Regions from separate parts of the Macaca mulatta genome. Here region 1 is linked to region 2. The links are chromatin contacts, called in public Micro-C maps. All regions are on one chromosome and are shown on one strand. Each heading gives the region's core, a stretch centred on a gene start, on an enhancer-like site or on the middle of the called end of the contact. The rest is flanking DNA. Distances are from core to core; before and after follow the strand shown. Region 1 holds the start of SSR1 (signal sequence receptor subunit 1). Region 2 holds the start of SNRNP48 (small nuclear ribonucleoprotein U11/U12 subunit 48).

Region 1 (6,393 bases), core at 2,863-5,362, 270 kb before region 2:
GGTGTGGTGGCTCATGCCCATAATCCCAGAGCCTTGAGAGTTGGAGGCATGAGGATCATCACTTGAGCCCAGAAGTTTGAGACTGGCCTGGGTAACATAGCAAGACCCTGTCTCTACAAAAAAAATTACAAATATTAGCTGGGCTTGTTGGGGCATGACTGTAGTCCTAGCTACTCAGGAGAATGAGGCAAGAGGATCGCTTGAGCCCAGGAGTTCGAGGGTGCAGTGAGCTATGCTCGTGCCACCACACACCAGCCTGGGCAACAGAGCAAGTCTCTGTCTCTAAAAATAAACAAGTAAGGATAAATTCTAGATGTATTATTGATATGGTTTCGCTGTGTCCCCAGCCAAATCTCATCTTGAAGTGTAGTTCCCATAATCCCCACATTGTGGGAGGAACCTGGTGGGAGGTAAATGAATCATGGGGGATGGTTACCTCCATGCTGTTCTTGTGATAGTGAGTTCTCACAAGATCTGATGGTTTTTATAAGGGGCTTTCCCCACCCTTTGCTCTGCACTTCTCCTTGCTGGCACCATGTGAAGAAGGACATGTTTGCTTCCACTTCTGCCATGATGGTAAGTTTCCTGAGGCCTCCCCAGTCATGCTGAACTATGGATCAATTAAACCTCTTTTCTTTGTAAATTACCCAGTCTTGGGTATGTCTTTATTAGCAGCATGAGAACAGATTAATACAATTACATACATTTTACATATATTAAATAGTATATAACACTAACCAAATCTGTGGGTTCATCTTCTTCTACCTCGGCTTCATCATCTTCATCCTCAATTATAGAATCTTCTACTGTTTCTTCATCCTCTGTAAGATCTTGTGCCACTGCTAATGAGCCTAATGATAAAATACAGAAAAAGCAGTTAGCCTTTACTCTGGAATACTACTTTTTTTTTTTTTTTTTTTTTTTTACTATCAGATATAGGCAAAAAAAATCTTCCCTTGGACTAACAGAATCTCCCAGTTCACCTGAATGATGCCAATTACAATGCATCTAAGAATATCTGTATTTTATTTTACTAGAAGTCTTAACAACTGCATTTTTTTTTTTTTTTTTTGAGACAGGGTCTTGCTCTGATGCCTAGGTGGGAATACAGCTGTGCAGTTATAGCTCTCACTGCAGCCTCGAACTCCTGGGCCCAAGTGAACCTTCCACCTCAGCTTCCTGGGTAGCTAGGACTTCCTGGGTAGTTAGGGAGGTAGGCATGAACCACTGTTCCCTGCCTGCACATTTTCAAAGGAAAATGTGGTTTAATTTCAAAAAGTGCCCAACAGATGGAAAAATGAATGGCACAAACTAAAGATGCCTTGAAACACAAAGAACTTCAAGCAATTTTGTTAAGCAAATTAAGGAAAATAATTTTTTTGCAAAGGTAAGAAACTTCTAAATGTAATCCCGGTCATTAATGACATAAAGCAAACTAAACAACCCCTACCTTTAAAAGAAAATAGCATTCTTGGTCAGGCGCGGTGGCTCACGCCTGTAATCTCAGCACTTTAGAAGGCTGAAGCAGGTGAATTACTTGAGGTCAGGAGTTCGAGACCAGCCTGACCAGTATAGTGAAACCCCGTCTCTACTAAAAATACAAAAATTAGTCCGGTGTGGTGGCATACACCTGTGGTCCCAGCTACTCCAGAGGCTGAGGCAGGAGAATTGCTTGAACCTGGGAGGCAGAAGTTGCAGTGAGCGGAAATCGCACCACTGCACTCCAGCCTGGGCGACACAGCAAGACGTCTCAAAAAAAAAAAAAAAAAAAAAAAAAAAAAAAGCATTCTTAAGTTCTATGTAGGAAACACTGTTATCAGAGGTGACTACAGCTGAAACTCTTAGAACTTGACAGCCTGTGAGTCCAAGAAACAAATATCTATATCATATCCGTGGTAAAAACTGGCTTGCACGAAAAACATTGTTTAGTAAAAACGGTACGGGCAGCTTCAGGGTTGATAGCAAAGAAAGAATCCAATTATTTTTGCATGTGGCTTCAAACATGCTTTATGGCATTTTATTTTTCTCAAACTTACTGTTACAAAGTAGAGTTATAATGCAAAAAAAAAAAAAAAAAGTAAATTACAGTTTTATAGATAACAGTACTCTAAGTAAATCACATTCTATCTATTTCAGGCAAAACCCTAAAAAGAATTTCAAAGTTCTAATGTCTTCCAACATCTCTCAGACAAAATGATGATGTGGCAATTCTGTGGAGGAAAAACATGGGAAGGGAAGCGTGTTTTTACCCAGGAGAAACAGCTTACATCAAGGACCATGCATTTTCAGTCTTTTCCATGTCTTTGAGTTCTCACTGGTCGCTAAGATTTATTGCAAAATATTAAAGAACACTGAACCATGCATTATGAACTGAAGAGATTTCACTGCCTGCTAAACAAAGACTAAAAATAGTGCATTCATAACTTATAAGTCCTTTTCAAAAACCAGTAAGAAAAATATCCATGTCTGACATAGTAATTTCAAGTTGTAAATTTGAGCACTTTGGAATATAAAGGTCTTTCATGGATATTAAACAATTTTATTATTTTAATGTTAACCAATAACAATTTTGTCCCTATGAAGTCTAACAGTCTTCATTCAGCTGGAAAAAACTGAACATTTTCTTTAAAAGAAAAATCGTTACTCACAAAAAATGTTTACAAGATAGTAATTCAGTTTAGATAATGAATTGATGCTTCTTGAAAGTTTTTACAACTTGAAAATAGTTCTAAATAGTTCTAAAATGAAATCTACATTTGTCAAGTTTTTTTTTTAAATAAGCTTAAAGAGAACCAGCAAACGACTCCCAAAGTAAAAGAATCTTGTTAAACCTGCAGATGAACGCATTAACAGTTGTTTCATTCTCCCACTTGGTTTTCTAGCCATTAAACAGAAGCCAGTCACTTCACTTTTCATTGCAAAACAACTCCTGGATACCTGTCACTACCGTTAAGACACACAGCTTGCTTAAACTTACAGAATGAAAGGGAATTCTAGTGCTTAATCAGCCTAATTATTTCACTTTGCAAATTAGAAAGTCGAAGTTCATGACAAAACCCGGGCAGGAAGTCAAGTTGCCTCATTTTTATATTCTGCTAAGTTACTTTCACACTTAAATGCTGGGTTAATTGTTGGAAAGAATAAATCTACATATTAAAAACACTCGAAGTAGGCTACATTTTTTCAGCACAACACGATGCTTCCACAAACAAAAAACTGCTCCATGAAAAGAAAAGGAAAGGAAGAAGGCAGAAGTAAGGGAGACATCCCAAAGGGATTCTTCAGTCCGCTTGGCAGCAGGGGCCGATAACGCGGGTGACGACAAGGTAGTTTTTCTGAAATCATAGTAACACATACGGGTCAAGCAGGGGGTGAACGAGGCAGGTGACCATTAAAAAAGCCACTCTGATGGCTTAGATGTGTCGAAAACAAGAGTTTTAGCAAATGAATGAAGACGGACTCGCGGCGTGGAAGCTAAAGACACGTCAGCCCTGAGCACCAGGGGCTGGGGGTGGAGCGGAGCCGGAGGCGGCCAAAAGAAACAGCCCGGCTGCGGCGCGCTCGGAGCGCAGCCGTGGCCAGAGCCCCCTCGCCTCCTCCTGCAGCCGAGGACCCTTCAGTTCTGGACGCTCCTGCAGGCGCGGGTCCAGGGCCAGAGAAGCAAGCCCAGCCCTCGGCCGGCCACGAAGCAAGGTCGTCCGGACACGGCCCCGCACTCCGCGTGCAAGGGACAGGCCACAGCGGGGTCTCCAGCGCCCGCGGGGGCCCCTGCTGCTACGAGCCTAGGCTTGGGGAGAGGGCGGAGAGAGGCCAGCGGAGTGGACACGGACCCCGAGACCCGGAGCGGCCACCGCCTCCAACTTCAAACTTGCCGTCACTGGCATCTCCTTCCTGGCCATCCCCCTCCGCACACTCTCCTTAGCCTCACCTCTGGGGCCGCCTCGGAACAAGACAGTGGCAGGGAACACGAGCAAGAGAAGCAGCAGCAAGCGGGGGAGGAGTCTCATGGCGCTGCCGGTCCAGTGTCCAGTCTCCGTCCGGGAGGGCTCTCGGCTGCTCCGGCGGTAATGGCGTTACTCTTCATCCGGGCTCCGGGCGGCGAGGGGCGGGACACGTACCACGCACGGGCCTTCGCCACGCCCCTCCCCTGAACGGGAAACGCCGCCGACGTGGCTGCTCAGCGCGGAGACTTAGGTAGAGCCGGCCGCCCGGAAGTCACGTGGCCGGCTGCTGGCCTCTCTGTGGCTCCCGCGAGAGTCCGCCTTCCGCCGCAGTTGCTGGCCGGCAGCCTGCGGTTGGCCGATCTTTCCGCCCAGTCCTTGACTCCCAATTAGTTAGCATTGTCAGTGGTTAGTGTATTTGAATGACGATCCTCTTGATAACGGCGATGTAAAGAACATGAGCTGCCTTTATGTGGCATTTAAAAGCAAAAAAAAAATTTTGGAAGAGAGGACATCGTTCAAAGGCAAAACCATGAAAATACACAGTGGAAAATCTTTGTCTGCCCACACCCTCTCCCATGGTTAAGTAATGACAATTCTTAAAATTATTATTTTTATTTTTTTGAGACGAAGTCTTGCTCTGTCGCCCAGGCTCGAGTTCAGTGGTGCAATCTTGGTTCATTGCAACCTCCACCTGCCGGGTTCAAGCGATTCTCCTGCCTCAGCCTCCTAAGCAGCTGGGACTGCAGGCACGCGCCACCATGCCCGGCTAATTTTTATATTTTTATATTTTTACTAGAGATGGGGTTTCACCATGTTGGCCAGACTAATCTTGAACTCCTGACCTCAGGTGATCCACCCGCCTGGGCCTCTCAAAGTGCTGGGATTACAGGCGTGAGCCACTGCGCCTGGTCAGCAATTCTTAAATTTGTATGTGACATTCCAGAATTATAAGTCTGGATTTGTATGTGACATTCCTAAAGTCACCTAAACAGTGCCTGGTATGTAGTCAGCATTTGTAACTACACAATAGGTCCAGCAATGGCTGTCCATTTTCTTTAGTTCCTTTCTCATCTATTTTGGATTTGAGTTGCTGGAGTAATATAGCAGTTCATGAAATTAATCTGAATATTAGGTAATCTTGGACTGGACCAGTGTGAGATGTCATAAAGATGAGGAAATAAATCATGTGCTTACTATTGTGTCACCTCCTTAAACTGTGCTTTTTCATTTAATTTTCTAAACATCTCTATGAGCTGGATATTATTTACTGAGGAGAAAACAGACCCAGAGAGGTTAGTAATTTACTCAAGGCTTCAAAAAGCTAGCAAATGGCAGATGCAAGATTTGATCAAGGCTATCTGTTTCCAGATTCCATACACTACTGGTCTAGGACATCTGCTGTTCTACTCCGGCATTGTTTCTGCTTCAGGTCTCCTTGTCCTGGGGCTGTAAATGCAGTTGGGAGCCACTGCCACCACTACCTACTTCTGTCTGCTAAAGTCACAGCCTGAAGGTGCTGGGCTGAATCAACCCAATTCCACTCTGCCAGGCCACCAGTGGCACCACTGCTGTGTTGCTGCTGCTACTAGGGCGCCCAGCAGAAGTGGAGGGCCTCCTCTCACTTTGTTGCTGCCTCTGCTCCTGTGCATGCTACCAATGCTGCCACTCTATGTCAGGACTACCAGGGCTGCTGACCCTGTTTTGAGATGACTGAACCTTGCTGAGTTCTCCACTGACTCAGAATAATCTCCCTCCCGTACTTTGAGGCACCGTTTCATGAGTTTCAAATGCGACCTGCTCTGAGGTTGTTGACGTCTGACAGGTGTTTTGACAAATACATCTTTAACTTGCTACTCTCTCCTAACACCAGAAACAAATTGATGGGGACTGTAATCGATGGTGAAGTTACAGACCTCATGCTGTACTCAAAATCACAGCTGCTCTCCATCATGGCACCACCGTGTCTTACTGGCTTGCTTTCCTCATTCAGAGGACTGATTACGGAAGGGGACAATGTCTCATTCTTTACGGTAAAGAGATTCCTAGTAGATCTGTCTCACGGGTTCTCAGATGTTTAGACGTAGCCTGAACATGTAAGGATAATTTAGTGTAGGCTTAACCTGGGACTTCCACTCCAACGATGATGTCATCAATCGATTACTAACAGATTTTATTTGGGACTTGAATTTTACACAACCAGCTACAACTGGTGCAGCAGGAAAAATAAAGTGTGCCTACTCTAGATATTACTGATGTGATGAATTTAGACAAAATAAGAACATGTAAACGGAAAACAGACCTGTGTGACTGTCCAATTAGTATTTAAAAACGACAGCTGTGCTGGGTGCAGTGGCTCACACCTATAATCCCAGAACTTTGGGAGGCCGAGGCGGGTGGATCATGAGGTCAGGAGATCCAGACCATCTTGGCTAACACAGTGAAAACCCGT
Region 2 (6,296 bases), core at 13-2,512:
ATTCAAGGACTAATAGGGATATGTCAAAGACACAGATGGCTTAATGTGGCTTCCACTGGCCACATTTGGGACAATTTGAGCATCAACAAGAATTACGATGTTAAAGGAGTATATTATATTGAATTAAAAAAAACCCTTTAAATCAATAACTTTAAAAACACCTTGATTCCCATAGTGATGAAAACACTAAAATGGAGGTGTGGAAAGAAAGCCAGTTAACAAACACAGAAGGCATGATACTATTACAGAATCATTTATAACTCCTGTTGTAACAACAGAGTCAGTGAAGGACTGTATAAAGCAGTTGGGGAACAGGGTATTCATATGGCCTCAAGGTATAATCTACAGATTGCTTACCAGTTCCTAAGGGGAAAATGGGGGAAAATGTACTATTAGAATGAAGAGATGTAGCCACCATCTTTACCAAGTGATCAAAGTTAGCATTACTAATATAATTGAGTTGTGTGTCCCTGTGAGTTGGCAACACCTCTTAGGTAGTATTCTTGCTAAAGTGCTCGATCTGAATCTAATCATGAGGGAAACAAAATCTGACAAATCCAGAATGAGGGATATTCTACAAGACAACTGGCCTAGGCTCATCACAACATTTAATGATTTAATTTTAAAAAGAGGGTGAAGGAGGCTGATCTGGATTAAAAGAGACAATAACTAATAACAGCTTATGGGTTGAAAAAATAAAACTGCTATGGAAATAATTTTGGGGACAATGGGGAAATTTGAATATGAACTGTATAATAAATGATTTTATGGAATTACTAATTTTCTTAGGTTTGATCATGTATTGCGGTTACACAGGAAAATGTTCGTATTCTTGGAAGAAGCATGTTAACATATTTGGGGGTGAAGAATCTGCAACTTACTTTCAAAGAATTTAGTAAAAATCATTGGGTGGGGCTGTGAATGTGGAGAGAACAGATGGAGAGAAATCAAACGTGGCAAAATGCTAACAACGAGCTGAAGGACAGCTAAACGAAAGCTCACTGTACTATTTTTAAAACTTTTCTGTAGCTATAAACCGTTTTTTCTGAGAAAGTCGAGGAGCGTGAACGTCTTTCAAGAAAGGCCAGCGCAACTGCACCCAAAAGCTGAGAGGAGATTGGAAAACGCCTCTCAAAATAACAGTCCCGCCCTTCCCGAGGCGCTTCCCTACAGGCTGTTCCAGTCACGTGGTGGCTGTGGCCCCGCCCACAGCTCCCAGAGGCCCGCGCGCGCCGTCTGCAGTTCGGCCGCTTCCTCTTGGCGGGTGGGCTGCAGCCATGGAAGGCGAGCCTCCACCTGTGGAGGAGCGGCGGCGGCTGCAGGAGGAGCTGAGCGAGTTCGTGGAGAGCTGCTGCCGGACGCTGGAGGAGGTGACGGCGTCCCTGGGCTGGGACCTGGATAGTCTGGATCCCGGGGAAGAGGAGGCGGCGGAGGTGAGGGGCGCGGCCGCGGGGCCCTTTCGGGGACTATCGGCCCGCGGTCTTCTCTGGAAGAAGGGAGATCCGCACTGGCAGCCGCGGAGGAAGGGCGAGGAATCGTCGTCCGTGTGCAGAGCCGCGATGGGCGCCCGGGACCCGAGGGGAGCCGCGGGCCCTGGAGCAACCCTGACCTCCCTGAGTCCTGGGCTCGGGCGCGCGAGGGCCTCCCGAAGGCTCCACGCCGACCTCCGGTGCGGCGCTCCTCCCGCGGAACTTCGAGCTTAAAGAAAACGGGGGGCCGGGCGCGGTGGCTTACACCTGTAATCCCAGCACTTTGAGAGGCCAAGGCGGGAGGATCCCTTGAGCCCAGGAGTTCGAGACTAGCCTGGGCAATATGGGGAAACCTCTTCCTACCAAAAATACAAAAGTTAGCCGAGTGTGATGGTGTGAGCCTGTGGCCCCAGCTGTTTGGGAGGCTGGAGTGGGAGGATCGCTTGAGCCCAGGAGGTCGAGGTTGCGGTGAGCCGAGATCGCTCCGCTGCATTCCAGCGTGGGCGATAGAGCAAGACCCTGTCTCAAAACACAAACAAACAAAATTCCGGAAGATGTGTTGAGTGAGGAGGGAATGGCAGATTTGGTATTTATTTAGAAAGTAAGTGAATGGGTCTCAGAGTGCTGCAGAGGGATTGGCGGTTTGCATTGTCATCTGTCATATGGATTCCGCAGTTGCACCAGATTCGGTGTCAGGAGAGCTGGGAGTTTGCCAGTTCGCCTTTCTATGCCTTAAAATTGGACACTTCTTACTGGGACAGCCCCGATTCTAGGATTATTAAAGGATGTCACCAAGAAATGGTAACTGGCAACTCCCGTGGACATTAGCATTGCTTTTTTTAAAATGTAGGCAAGTGTATTTAGAGTGAACAATGGTGATTTTTGTTTTTTGTGGGGTGTTTTTTGGTGGAGTGAGAGGAAGGGAAGTGCTCCAATGTGGGGTAATTCATTATCTTTAATATTACTTCTGGGTTTACCACGCTGTAATAATTTCTCCTGGGTTTAAGTTACTGATTCCTGAGACATTTAAAATATATTTGATTTCTGCATATACCATTCATTATTTATTGTATTAAAAGCACAGAAGAAATTAAAGGATCTTTATTGTTCATTTAGAGGGGTATTTGAAGCTGGGAATTCCATTGAGTGGGACTTACCAGACCTTTCCATACATTGTTTACTCAGCATTGGAGTAACATTGGATTCCTTGTATTAACATTTAAATAGCACTTTGTTTGTGCCACTTAAAATACATTGCTTCATTTAATACTCAGAATAACCCTGTGAGGTAGGTATTGTTGACCACATTTCATAGACAAGGAAAGGGACACAGAGGTAATAATTTGTCCAAGGATACACTGCTAGTAAATGGCAATTAGGATTTCCACCGGTGTTTTAGTACTAAAATTTAGTGAACAACAGTTACAGTTCCTGGTCCTCACAGAGCTTATTGTCTGGTGGTGGTGAGGGGGAATACGGAGAACTCAACTGTTATATTATCATGGGTCTATGATGGGTGGGGTTGGAATTGCTATAGTACAGTTTATTATAGGCTGTGGTGGACAAAGTGGTGGTCAACAAAGGCTTCCTGGACAAAGTGAATTCTAAGCTGGTAAATAAAAGTGATCTGAATTAACTAGGGGATTGGGGAGTGAGAAGAAGCATCAACAGCATGTGTAGAAGTTCAGAGACAGGGAGTAACCATATCAGGAAGCAAGTAGTTAAGGATAGCTAGAGCATAGGGTGTAGAGTTACCGCAGAACGATGCTGGGGGGTAGAGGTCAGATCTTAAATGTCCTTGTTAGCCATATTAGAAAGTCTAGATTTTTTTTTTTTTTTAAATGAAGGCAGTGGGGAGGCATGGAAGTATTTTAAGCTGGGGCATATCATAATCATATTTACCTTTTAGTAAAATAATAACATACATTTATTGAATGCTTGCTATGTACCAGGCCCTATTTGAATTCCTTTATGTGTATAAACTTTGGTATACTTTTTTAAATCTTCACAATCACTTTTTGAGAGAGGTCCTGCTATTATTTTCATTTTATATAATAGATAAGGAAAATGAGACAAAGAGAGATTAAGTACCTCACCCAAATTCATGCAGCCAGTAAGTGGCAGAGCTGGAATTCAGACCAGCTACAGGATGGAAAATGAAGGGGAGGGCAGCAAGACTGGAAACAGAGAGAGAAAGCGAGCGTAGTCAGGAGATGGCTGTTGTATTCCAGCAGAGAGTTGATGATCCCTGATTTGGGGAAGTGGCAGTGGGGATGGAGGATGTTGAGGGATTTTCAGAAATATTCAGGAGTTAAATTGGCAGGGCTAGGTGATTGATTGGATATGGGTGATGAGGGAGAAGACGTGGTTTCTTGCTTGAGCAAGTGGGACCTTTCACTGAAATGGAAAGTACAAGAGAAGTAGGTTTGAGGGTTAGGAGACGATGAGTAGAATGAATTTATTTTTGTTTGTGTTGAACTTTTAGTGTCTTTAGTATATGGTACTGGACAGAAACAAGGTTTAAAGATATAAATTTTGGGAGTCCTCACTGTATAGTGAGAGTTGCAGCCTTGAGATCTTTCTTTCAGTAAGCAGATACTAAATAGCAAAAGGTCAGTGGTTATATTAATTTATGAAAACCAACATCTAAAGGGGGACAAATAGAGCAAGGTAGACAGATATTTAGAGGAGACCAAATAGAAGAAGCCAGAGAGGTAGAAAGAACATGAGGGGTGTGTCTGAATGACAAATGAACAATTGGAGTGCGACCTTCCAAGAGTTCAGATATGACAAGACAGTGACATGTTCTTTGGCTTTAGTAGCAAGGTTGTTAGTGACCTATTGACTGGTTTCAGTGGGGTGATGGTGGCAGTGAGTGAGGAATGGTTATAGATGAGGTTGTTTAGACAGTGAGTGTAAATACACATTTCAAAGAGTTAGGCTTTGAAGGAGTGGACAGAGGACAGGGGCATTAGAGAGTTAGGGGTTGAAGGAGTTTTGTTTTTCTTTAATACACACCCACATGGGGGTTGAGAGAGGCCTGTAAAAGAGGATGCACTAGACAGTACTGGTACATAATTAAATGGTAAACATTTAATGGTAATAATTATTTATTTTAATATTATGTACCGATTTTCTTTGTTTCTGTTTGATTTTTATAGGATGAAGTTGTGTTATGTCCTTACGATTCCAATCATCACATGCCTAAATCGTCTTTAGCAAAGCACATGGCATCTTGTAGATTGAGGAAAATGGGCTATACCAAAGAAGAAGAGGTACCATATATTTATTATTTTATAGTAAAATATATATGTATATGTCATGCATTTCATGCCTTAATTCACAATTTTTGGAAGTTATATTGTGAGGCTCACCAACATGAAATAATAGCCCTTACTTGAAGGGTAGGATGGTACTTGCCTAATTTCACAAATTATTATGAGAAATAATTAAGTGATACTAATCTATTGTTTATGTCAAGTCTTAAAATAGTCAATTATCTGATACTTAAGAACACTAAGATTTTTTTTTTCAGGATGAAATGTATAATCCTGAGTTTTTCTATGAGAATGTGAAGATACCTTCAATTACTTTGAGTAAGTATTAAGTTATTATAATTTTAAAATATCTTAGTGTAGATACTGATTTTTCATTTTTGCATTATCGAAAGAATGGATTTTATAAGCATGCTTACGATTAAGAAGGACATTTAGTATCTTAAAAGCATGTAGAATTAATTAATGTACAAGGCAACTAATTCACATAATCTGAAGTTTAGAGACCAGGCTTGTATTAATAGGCAGTGAAAACCTTACAAAGCTTTGTGTAGTAGAGCAGACACCTTCCTTCTCAGTTACAACAAAAATTTGAGCCTGTGACATAGATTGAAGGATGAGACTGAAGATGGACATGTGTTCCAGGGATTCACAGCATATATAGAGGTTAAAGTCTTGGGCTCTTGAAAGAGAATGTCCTGATTCAACTCCTGTTTTTATCATGAACAGATGTGACTTTCAGCGAGGTAATTAACCTGTTTGTTGCCTAAATTTCTTTATAAAATGGAGATGGTTATAATAGCACTTTGCGAGGATTAAGTGATATATATATAATATTCTTAGAATAATGTCAGGCACTTAGCTGGAGTCAGCTAAAGGGTCACAGAGTTGTGACCATTACAGCACAGGCTTCGAGAATGTTAGCTGTTACTGGTCAGTAAAATTTGTCGCTGCTACTGCTGCATGCCTAATTATAGGCATGAACTGCTTGAAGTCTGATTACTTACTGGGCTGTAGATAAATCTGAAAGGATTCTGTGTTCAGATTTCATAGACAGGGATGTGGATATTTCTTAAGATTCTGGAAGGTTTGTCCACGTGCCCAAAGGGCTTGGATCAGAAACCAGTTAATCATTTAATTATGGTCACTGATGATTCATATTGTATTTATGGATTTTTTTTTTTTTTGACAGATAAGGACTCACAATTCCAGATAATTAAACAAGCTAGAACTGCAGTTGGGAAAGACAGTGATTGTTATAATCAAAGTAAGTGGCATTACAGTTTAAGTGAATTAATGAATCAAATTATTATTTTTCTCATAAACATGTTACTAATTTCAAGAAAAACCTGTGAAAACTGTTACGTGGGAAAGGTTAAGTTTTACATTTAGCATTAGGCTAATTTGCTTCATTTCACCATCATTTGTTAGATGTTTCCTGTTGAGATACACTAGAGTCTCACTAGGACACTGTCTTAGCTAGGGGTTCATCCTTTGGAATAACCTGGTGATTTATAGGTGAGATTGTCTTGTGGCTAATACAAAAAACTGT

Evidence for each region. Hi-C and Micro-C count contacts between places; a contact is called where the count stands out from the background.
Region 1: a Micro-C map of CD4 T cells shows a contact between it and region 2, with 8 times the contacts expected there. The contact joins the promoter of SSR1 here to the promoter of SNRNP48 in region 2. A contact is called at or near these places in 2 of 14 Hi-C or Micro-C datasets (CD4 T cells and cortical neurons).

What each region holds. Positions count from the first base shown.
Region 1 is chr4:175,882,166-175,888,558 of T2T-MMU8v2.0, reverse strand. SSR1 (signal sequence receptor subunit 1) reads right to left here and starts at 4,112. Exons shown (of 8, transcript NM_001258152.1): 1 at 3,929-4,112; 2 at 739-851. The coding sequence starts at 4,007.
Region 2 is chr4:175,606,312-175,612,607 of T2T-MMU8v2.0, reverse strand. SNRNP48 (small nuclear ribonucleoprotein U11/U12 subunit 48) reads left to right here and starts at 1,262. Exons shown (of 9, transcript NM_001266192.1): 1 at 1,262-1,433; 2 at 4,631-4,744; 3 at 5,005-5,065; 4 at 5,937-6,011. The coding sequence starts at 1,278.